Regions from separate parts of the Sus scrofa genome. Here region 1 is linked to region 2. A link is a contact called in public Hi-C data. All regions are on one chromosome and are shown on one strand. The core of a region is the stretch at or near the end of the contact, and the rest is flanking DNA. Distances in the headings are between cores, read along the strand shown.

The links. A called contact is a pair of places that touch in the nucleus more often than the background predicts.
Region 1: a contact with region 2 is called in a Hi-C map of subcutaneous adipose tissue, with 3 times the contacts expected there. The contact joins two enhancer-like sites. A contact is called at or near these places in 1 of 5 promoter capture datasets (liver), 17 of 47 Hi-C or Micro-C datasets (alveolar macrophages, brain, embryonic fibroblasts and 8 more) and 1 of 2 datasets of contacts at active chromatin or transcription factors (skeletal muscle).

What each region holds. Positions count from the first base shown.
Region 1 is chr1:266,998,986-267,003,761 of Sscrofa11.1, forward strand. It overlaps MVB12B (multivesicular body subunit 12B), which reads left to right. Exons shown (of 10, transcript XM_021068965.1): 6 at 731-853. Among named protein-coding and RNA genes, the nearest start is that of MVB12B, 68 kb to the left of the region's middle. Within about 2 kb of position 2,211, at least 14 of the 83 cell types and tissues checked have an H3K27ac peak or open chromatin away from gene starts, as enhancers often do. A contact at or near this core is called in mesenteric adipose tissue and subcutaneous adipose tissue, where this site is marked.
Region 2 is chr1:266,915,556-266,919,815 of Sscrofa11.1, forward strand. No RefSeq gene overlaps it. Among named protein-coding and RNA genes, the nearest start is that of MVB12B, 16 kb to the right of the region's middle. Within about 2 kb of position 1,461, at least 30 of the 83 cell types and tissues checked have an H3K27ac peak or open chromatin away from gene starts, as enhancers often do. A contact at or near this core is called in mesenteric adipose tissue and subcutaneous adipose tissue, where this site is marked.

The DNA of each region.
Region 1 (4,776 bases), core at 961-3,460, 84 kb after region 2:
TCTCATAAGACATGCCTGGTTCAGAATCATCCCCGCAGTGTACTAAGAAGCTGCCAGAAGTATCCACTGAATGAATCGGTTCTCAGTTTTTGGAGAGAGAATCTTCCTCTACATCCCAAGATGCAATTCTCAGGCAGTTGAAAAGTTGGCTAAAATAATCCTGTTATAACTCCTAAGAGTGTACCTGTCGCACAAACGCTCGTGACTGTGGAGTGTGGGGCAGGAAAGGTAACGACCCTGAGGAAGCGTCTCTCAGGCCCTTCTGTCACCACCCATGTTGTGGCCTCAGGGCACATGCCTCCCAAACTGACCCTGAGAATGAGGCTGACCTCAGGTGACAGGAGCTTTATCCCCGAGGCAGGGCTGGGCGAGGCAGGGCTGGGCGAGGCTCCTGCTTCTGGCCCTAACCACACAAAGAACTTGATAAGCACATAAATACCCACAATGAAATGGCAGAATAAAAAGAATGTTGCAGGCTGAGACCCAAGGAAGATGGTGACAGCCTGTGATGGGAAGGCAGGTCCCGGGCAGGGGACGAAGATGGCCAGACAGGCAGCCAGTTGGGACAGTTGCCTTTATGTCACACTCTGATCTGTGACACCCAGAGCTCAAAGGGAGGGGATGTAACCCGTGTTTCAGGCCCTGATTCTCTTACGTGAATTGCTTTGCTGTGTTGCTCAGGTCATTTTATGCTAAACGGTGCCATGAAGCTTTCTCTTTTCTCCTCAAGGGAACTGAACAGCATGGGGATCTGGTACCGAATGGGCAGAGTACCAAGAAATCATGACTCATCTCAGCCCACAACGCCGTCCCAGTCATCGGCTGCTCCCACCCCAGCCCCCAACCTTCCCAGGTGAGGCCCTGCTGTGGCGTCCCATGCTGTCGTGTGTGTGACAGTCCTGTGGTCTTGGGCTCCAGTGCAGGACACTGTCTGTCGAACACACCCACTTCGTATCTGCTGCAACACTACAGAAGCAGGGCGCCTTCGAGCGGTTTTACAGAACCGGTTAGACATCCTTGCATTACACGAACGGAATGCCTTCTACTGTTTGTGTTCTGCAGGCTTCTAAGACAGCAGCACATGCAGCTTAAAAACAGGCTCGCTCTTGTAAAGAGCTCCTAGCTGTCCACAGAGACATGTCTGGAGCCACGCGGTTGGGAACCCTGGCCGTGAAAGATGGAGTTCCTTCTCTGCCTTGGCCTGCAGCTTGTTTCACTCCAGGAGGGGTGGTGAATAATTTTGTTCATTTTCTCATTGTTTCCTTTGCCATCGAGTTACAGACTAAGAAGTAAGTAGTCTGAGCATCAGAGGATAGTGTGAAGTTCTTCAGAGGGTGTTCTTTTAATAGTTGTTTCCCCAGAGAAACTTGGGTGAGCACACGGGTCTCCGCACAGGATCTTACCTGATTTCAGCCGCAGCAGTGGTGGAGGTGGTCTCAGCACCTTCCACAGAAGCAGGCGGTGCAAAGAACGTGGCCAGATCCCAAAACTGCTGCATCCTTAGCAGCCATCCTGTGACAACAAGGAATGAACAGTGATAGATTTCGTTTGAGAAAGGAATTAACAAAAGTAAATAAAACAAGTCAGAATTGGAGTTCCCGTTGTGGTGCAGCAGAAGTGAATCCGACTAGTATCCATGAGGATGTGGGTTTGATCCCTGGCCTCCCTCGCTCCGTGGGTTGAGGATCCAGTGTTGCTGTGAGCTGTGGTGTAGGTTGCAGACGCAGCTCAGATCTGGTGGTGCTGTGGCTGTGGTGTAGGCTGGCAGCCGCAGCTCTGATTCAACCCCTAGCCTGGACCGTCTATATGCTGCAGGTGCCGCCCTAAGATGGAAAAAAAAAAGTCTGAATTGGTGAGGGGGTGCCATTTGGAGGTGGAGGTAACATAAATGAGAATGGGTGTCAAAGCTTCCACGTGGGCAAACAGACAAACAAAATCGCTCAGGAATGGGACAAAAGTCATTATGGGGGGCCCCACCGTCCACCCCCCCTCCCCCCACCAAGTGCAGAGAAGTTGGTGGGGTGGCCGACTTCTCTGCCCCTGTTCCACAGCTGGGCTGCCACCTCCCTCGGAGGAAGGCCGCTGTTAGGAGCCGGCAGCTCAGAGGACTGTCCCTGGGGACACCCTCCTCCAGAAGGACAATCTGGGCTTTTCTCGTGGCAGTTTCAGAGGCAGAGAGCAGTACTTAAGCATAACTGCCCCTGGCATGGCCTGAAACTTCAGAGGCAGGTTTCGGTTTCACTTTGGTGTGAGGAGAGATGAGGGTTGAGCAGTGAAGTGCCTTTGGTTTAGAAAGACCAGGCTCCCCCAGCTCCGTTCAGCACTTTCCAGCTCCTTGCCCACCACCCAGAGCTCCGTCACCGCCGTGGTCACCATCCCCTGTGCTCAGGCCCGTAGCCCTGGACAGGTTACAGCTGCTCCCTGTTGTCTTCATACGGTTTGGAAGGGCCTAGAAATAGGCACGAGCAGGTTTTAACTTTCTGTGAGGTAAAGAGCCCTGATTCTCCCAGTTAAGGCAGAGAGCGTGCTCTCCGCAGAAGCTTGCTGGTCACCGTGAGAATGTGGTCACCAGGGGACCTGAGAACCAGCCCCGGGCCGCCGGGTGGAACTGGAGGTAGTGCGGCAGAACGAGCTTCAGAAGGCTTACTTATTTTATAACCTCTTGTACCAGTTTATGGTTTACAGTAGCTGCAAGGAAATTGGATCAGTTTTGTTTTACTTGCCAAATAAAACAAATGTCAAAATAGTCAATATAAAATGTATTCTAATTTGACTGAGTTAAGTCAGCCAGGGTGCGGGAGGATAATTGAATGTCACACCAATGCTTCCCAGTAAAAACCACTTGTGTGTCCCAAGCTCTTCTCTCTCACCGTGTGGCAGTTTACAGGTGGCCCACACACCTCGAGGAGCCTCCTGATTCCCCACCAATTCCTCATTTCTTAATGTTCTTTTGTTTTTCCTGGCCGGTGTCTTTGATTTTTAAAAAAGTGAAATGCTGATTATTTATTCAAGTTTTTCATTGAAGGAGTTCCCGCTGTGGCTCAGTGGGTGAAGAACCCAACTAGGATCCATGAGGATGCGGGTTCGATCCCTGGCCCTCACTCAGTGGGTTAAAGATCCCGCATTGCCACAGGCTGTGGCGTGGGACACAGACAGATGCAGCTCGGATCTTCTGTTGGCAGTTGCAGCTCTGATCTGACCCCTAGCCCTGGAACTAAAGACAAAAAAAAAATTTTTTTTCGTTGAAGCATTGTGAAATGATGGGTATATTGTTCCATGAGGCTGTAGATCTCTGTAATCCGTCCAGCAGAGGGATCTGATGGCCTCTCTCTCTGGTGTTGAGCTGTGGCTGAGGCCTGTGGGGGTCTCAGTGGCCTATAGGACAGAATCTCCACCTCTGGCTCTCAGGACTGGTCTTCTCCGTCTTGTCCCCAATCCCCAAACTTTGAACCAGTAGCTTCTTCTTCCCTTCCTGTGTTGTGCCTCTGCGCCTTTGCTCACGTGGACCCCTGTGAATCAGGTGTGTCTCACATCCCCTACATAGACGTCAGCTCAAATGCCCCCTCTCCCAGGAAGCCCTCCCTGAACGCCCTGTGCCTGTGCCAGGCTCCCCCCGCCGCCCTGTGGAGTGCTCTCAGCCTTTGCAACTTCACTTTGCGATCATGTCCTACACTCCCTGAAGGCAGGGACTGTGTCCAGTGCGTGTTACCTCCCAGAGCTCAGCACAGATGCAGGCATATATTCTGTTTTGCAGCAAATGCTTCTCCAGCAGCCTCAGACCCTGTGCTGCAGCCTCCTCATCCCCGCCCCCAGACAACTGCTGAGTCCCTGACTCCTCAGCTTTTTCTGATTGTGAGAGGAAAGCAAGCTTGGAGAAAACCGACAATTTCAGTAACAATGAAAACACCAAATTCCATCTCCGAAGGCTCATAACCTTTGGCTGTATTTCCTTCAAGTCATTTTTCTGTGTGCTTTTTACATAGGTGATATCACATCATAAAAAAGCAAGTTTGTGTTTTGCTGCTTCTTTCTCCTGTAATATTAAACCACAAGCATAAGAAATACTTCAACTGTGGTCTTTGTGTGGACGTGGGGATCAAGTTGCAAAGCCAAGGCTGGAGTGAGAGTGTGGTGATGCGGCGCCCTCTACTGACCAAAGTTGGGGGAGGCTGGGAAGACGGGCAGGCCGGTTCCCCAGCCAGTCCCTGGGGGGAGCAGAAGAGAGCCAGGGAGGGCCAGTAGCAGACCTTGTTGCGTTCCTGAGCTTGAGCTTCTGTCTCAAAAGCTATAAAACATGCTCTGCCCCCATTTCTTTGGTTCAAAGAATTTCTGCCATTTTTTTTGAGAGCTGTCATCCCCAGCTTTTTTCAGCTAAAAGGGGCAGTTGGTGGAGCTTTTCAGAGACGGTGGGTCATCACCTGAGGACCTCACGTCCTAGAGAACCACCTTCTCTTTCCAGAGCAGTCACCACCCCTCGGAATGAGCCCTTCCTGTCTTTCTCTTCCCTGTTGTTGCAGAGACTGCCGGTCCCAGGGCCAGATTCAGAGTGGTCCTTTCAGGATGGGCAGGCCCCTTGGCCACATCCTGTGAATTGGACACGGTGTTTGAAGTTCATGGCAAAAGGCAGAATAAGATGGGTTGGCAGAGCTCCTCTTCCTCATCCAGTGGATGGTTCTCTCTCTCTCCCCCTCTCTCTCTCTCTCTCTCTCTCTCTCTCTCTCTCTCTCTCTCTCTCCCTCTCTCTCTCTCTCTCTCTCTTTCTCTCTCACACACACA
Region 2 (4,260 bases), core at 211-2,710:
ACAGCTGTGGCAACACTGGATCCTTAACCTGCTGTGCCAGACTGGGGATTGAACCTGTGTCTCAGTGCTCCCAAGATGCTGCCAATCCCATTGTGCCACCGTGGGAGCTCCTTGAATGAGGATTTTGATGATAGTTCCTACCTCAAAGAACTGTCGAAAAGTTGAGTTAACATCTGCAACGTGTTTGGAACAGCCCTGGGAACGTGCAGTTGGCGGTTGATGTGTTAAGCTATCATCTTTATGGTTTTTTCACAGTTTTGCTGTCCCAGGAGGAAGTCCCTGGGTACCCTCTCCTCTTGGATCTTGGTGATGCTGAAAGATGGGACCTGTGCCGAGAGTGGGGCTGTCGGGAAGGGGGCTCACCAGCAGGCTCTGTGCATGTGGGATGGGCCAACCCTGGGCTCTGTGCGAGGCTCTGAAGGACGCAGCCGCAGGCCTGGGGGTGTGTTTGGGGGCGATGTTGGAAGTCACTTAGTCTCCATGTCTGTGTTAATTTTCCAGGGCTGTCACCACAGATCAGGAAGCTTAAACAGCAGAAATTTACTTCCTCACAGCCTGGAGGCTCAGTGAGGTCAAGGTGCGGCAGCTCGGGTCCTTATGAGGCCACTCGCCCTGGCTTGCAGGTGCCACCTTCTCCCCGGGTCACCACGTGGTCTTCCTCCTGTGCCCATCTGTGGTCACCATCTCCTCCTCTTATAAGGACACCAGTCATGTTGGATGTGGGCTCAGCCAGTGGCTTCATTTGACCTGAGTCACCCCTTTAAAACTGGGTGTCCAAATACACTCACCTTTGGCCAGGGGGCGGGGGGGTGCTTAGGATTTCAACATGTAAATATAGGGAGGATAGCTTGGCCCATAATAATGTCTGGGGATGCATGGCTGGTCTGCGGGTCCCTCCAGTTGCATGATTGCGCGCCTGTGTTTCTGTGTCAGTGTGTCTGTCTGAGTGTCTGACCTTCAGAGACTGTCCTCTGAGTCCGTGAGGCTGGAGCTCTTGGGGCTCCGACAGCGTTCAGCATCCACCCAACTGTGTTGTGTATCCGTGAGTCAGTTTGTAACCCAGGAAGTCCTCTGTCTGGGAGTCGGGGCAGCGGGGGTGGGCTGGGGAACGGGATCTGCTCACCTCCGGGTCTCTGAGCCCATGAGTCCTGTCCTGTGTGTGTCTGTGAATCTGAAATCTGACCGAGTGTGTGACTGGCAGGCCGGGTTTTGGAGGCGAGGGGAAGGATCACGTTAATTCGAGATTTGAAAGCAGACCGTGTGTTTACAAAAGCAGAAGAACAGCGGGTTAAACATATGTTGGCGATGACGGTGAGGGGCCGCAGCTGAGGCTGGGCTGGCTCCGGTGTGAATTCTGTGGCATGTTGGTGTCTTTAAAACTGTCACAAAACCAGATACAGAAGCAAAACAATGGGACTGAGTGGAATCCGTGGTGGGGGCAGGGAGAGGAGGAAGCAGCCTGTCTGGGAGGTGGAGTCATCCAGAAGGCGGCTTTGTCTCTGCAGGGTCCGGCACCAACACCCCCACCCCCACGGGGGTGGGGGCACTTTCTCTCCAGCTGAGACAGATCTGCACCCCGAGCCCTGGAGCAGTGGGGTGGGCGAGACCCTCACATCCAGAGCCCCCTCGGGCTGTGCTGTGTTCTCGGCTCCTGGAGCGAGTGATAATTATCTCCATCTAAGAGCCGAGGCAGCTGAGACACAGGGCCTTGGTCATGACTTTAGCAACCAGGATTTGAACTGAGGTCTGATTGCTCTCAGGATTCCTGGGGGGTGTTTGGCCAAGAAACAAGAATGAATGCATGCATGCATGAGAGAGAGAGAAAGAAAGGAGGGAGTGGGGGAGGAAAGAAGTGACAAAACAGTCCTTGTGCTTTGAGGTAGAGTCTGTATCCAGGCACTAGTTAGTACCCGCAGGGCAGTAGCCAACCCTTATTTTCTCCCATCAGTCCTGCAGTAAATGTGGTTAATAAGCACTTTGATCTATTCTTTTTGAAAAATCGGTCGCAGTCAAGAGACAGTGGACGCTGGTGTTTCTAACTCAGGCAGTGGACTTTTTCTTGGGAAATAAACAGGAAGGAGATGCTCAGGCCAGAAATTGTTTTGTTCCTCTCCCTCCGCCCATCACAGAGGCCCTGAGCGCCCGCCTTGTTTGCACTCAGCTGTGGACCCGGGCTGGGCTCTCAGCTCTCCCTACCACACACCAGCCAGTTCAGTTTCCTGACTCTCCGGTTCTGGCTTAGGCTTTCACGCCTCGCTTTATTTCACTGAGCAGGCCTGAGCACGGTGCTCTCAAGGTGTTTTTTCATTTCCAGGTCTTGAGGTCCAAGTGTCACCTGAGATGCATCCACTGGGTCTTTCTCTTGGTGGCTTGTTTCCTCGCGTGCTTCGTAGTCGTGGTCTGTAAACTCACACCAAGCTTGTTTTCCCTTAGGGCCTGGGGGTCCCACGTGCCCTGGGTTGTATCTATAGAGCAGTTTGAAGCTTGCCTCCACTGGGGATGCCAAGGTTTTTCTCTGGGTCCCAGTAAGCTTGCTTATTAATTTTCTGGGATAAGTCTCCATGACTCCAGGCTTTGTACGGGTGCATTTTGTGGCCCTGGACTCCCGTTTCCTTTTCCACCCCGGGCTCAGGTGGATGGCAAGTCTTTTGGCTTTTTCAGAGACGAGTGGACAGAAATTTTTCCCCGTGGGTTTTGATAGGTAGAGTTTCTGTCTTTGTTTATGGCTGTGGCATTTCCTAATTTCCATGCCCGCATCCTCTTGGACGCATCATAATCTAAAAATGTCTTTGTGACTAGCTCCTTTTTTCCTTCCCATTTCCCATGTTTGTGCTGTCATCTTCCCTGGTGTTACACAGCTTTAGTTGTGGCCTGATTCTTCCACCACAGATTTCTTTGAGGGTCAAAGTTCCCTTCTGACCTTGGCTTTGGCTCCAATCTCCATGTTTTGATAAGGAATGTTCTCCAACTCCAGCACGTAATGGCCCTTGCAATTCAGACTTTCATCCCTTCCTGATTTACAAGTGCTTTGTTTACTTCTCAAGGTTTCTTTTTATCTGCTTTATCTTTTCTCAGTTCTCACAGACTGTTCGAGTGGATGCTTAGGAAGTGGACAACTTGAGAGGTGTCTAGAAATGGTTAATTTAAGTCGGTTGTTTAAATAAATTGACAGTGCCTGATGGTCAGTACACAGGAGAGGGATCTGGTGGCCAAGTTGAACCCCTGCCCCAGGCCTGACTTAGTCACATCACTTGGATGATCCAGCTCAGCTAAAGGTCTCGGGGCCTCTGGCTACTCATCAGACACATGGTGGCAGAGAGCCCTGGGCCAAGTTGTCCTGGTGTCTCTCTCACTTAACAAATCCTTCCCTGTGGCTCCTGGCTCTGTGGACATTGCTCCGTTCCAGCCCATTGTGTTCATAGGGCCCAAGGCTCCCAACGCCCCCTGCTTCCCCAGGAAGCCCCTCAACCTCAGATCATGGTCACGACCTGATTCTGAATCCCCTCTTTATTCTTGGGGCTTCGTCTTTCTCGGCTTTGAATTTTGCTATGCATTTACATTTTGGGGGTTCTGTTTGGTCCAGCATTTTAATGTGTGCAAAGTAGGAGGGGGAAGTTCCCGTATCCACCCAAGGTACCACGTCGACTAGAAGTATCTGTTAGGTTTGTCGAGGGAGGAACACACTAGGCCAAGTTAGTAAAGCCAAAGGGATTTATTAAGGCATCAGAGGGGCACGGGCTCCAGCCCTGACTGTGAGGAGGTGCCAGGCTTATAAAGGATCCAGGGTGGGAATCTGTGGCTGGATGGAGTTCATGGCAGGGACTCGTGGCAGGAACGACGAAGAAGGAGGGCACAGTCAAGGGAGGGGTAGGGGGTCGAGTCCCATGACAGAGGGCAGTTAATCCTTGTAGGAGGTTAATCTATGCAGGCAGTTGTTTCCTGCAGGCCATTGTTTCTTGCTGCCCAATTTGAGCCTCCGCATTCTAGGAAAGGGTGTCCACAGCAGGTCTCCAAGGTGAGCAGCCACATTCAGGGGTGTGTGTGGGGGGGTCTGTTTCCATCCTCTAGGGAACCCCTCAGTATCTGATATGATTAGCTATGTACCTTTGAGCAAAACACTTAATTTCTCTGAACCTATTTCTTCATCTTTAAAATAAGTAGGTCCTGTAATAGGAATACCTACAAAACAGGCTGTTCGAAGAATTCTGTGAGATAGGCATGGAAAGAGTTTAGCATGTACGGTGCCTGGAACATAGTAGA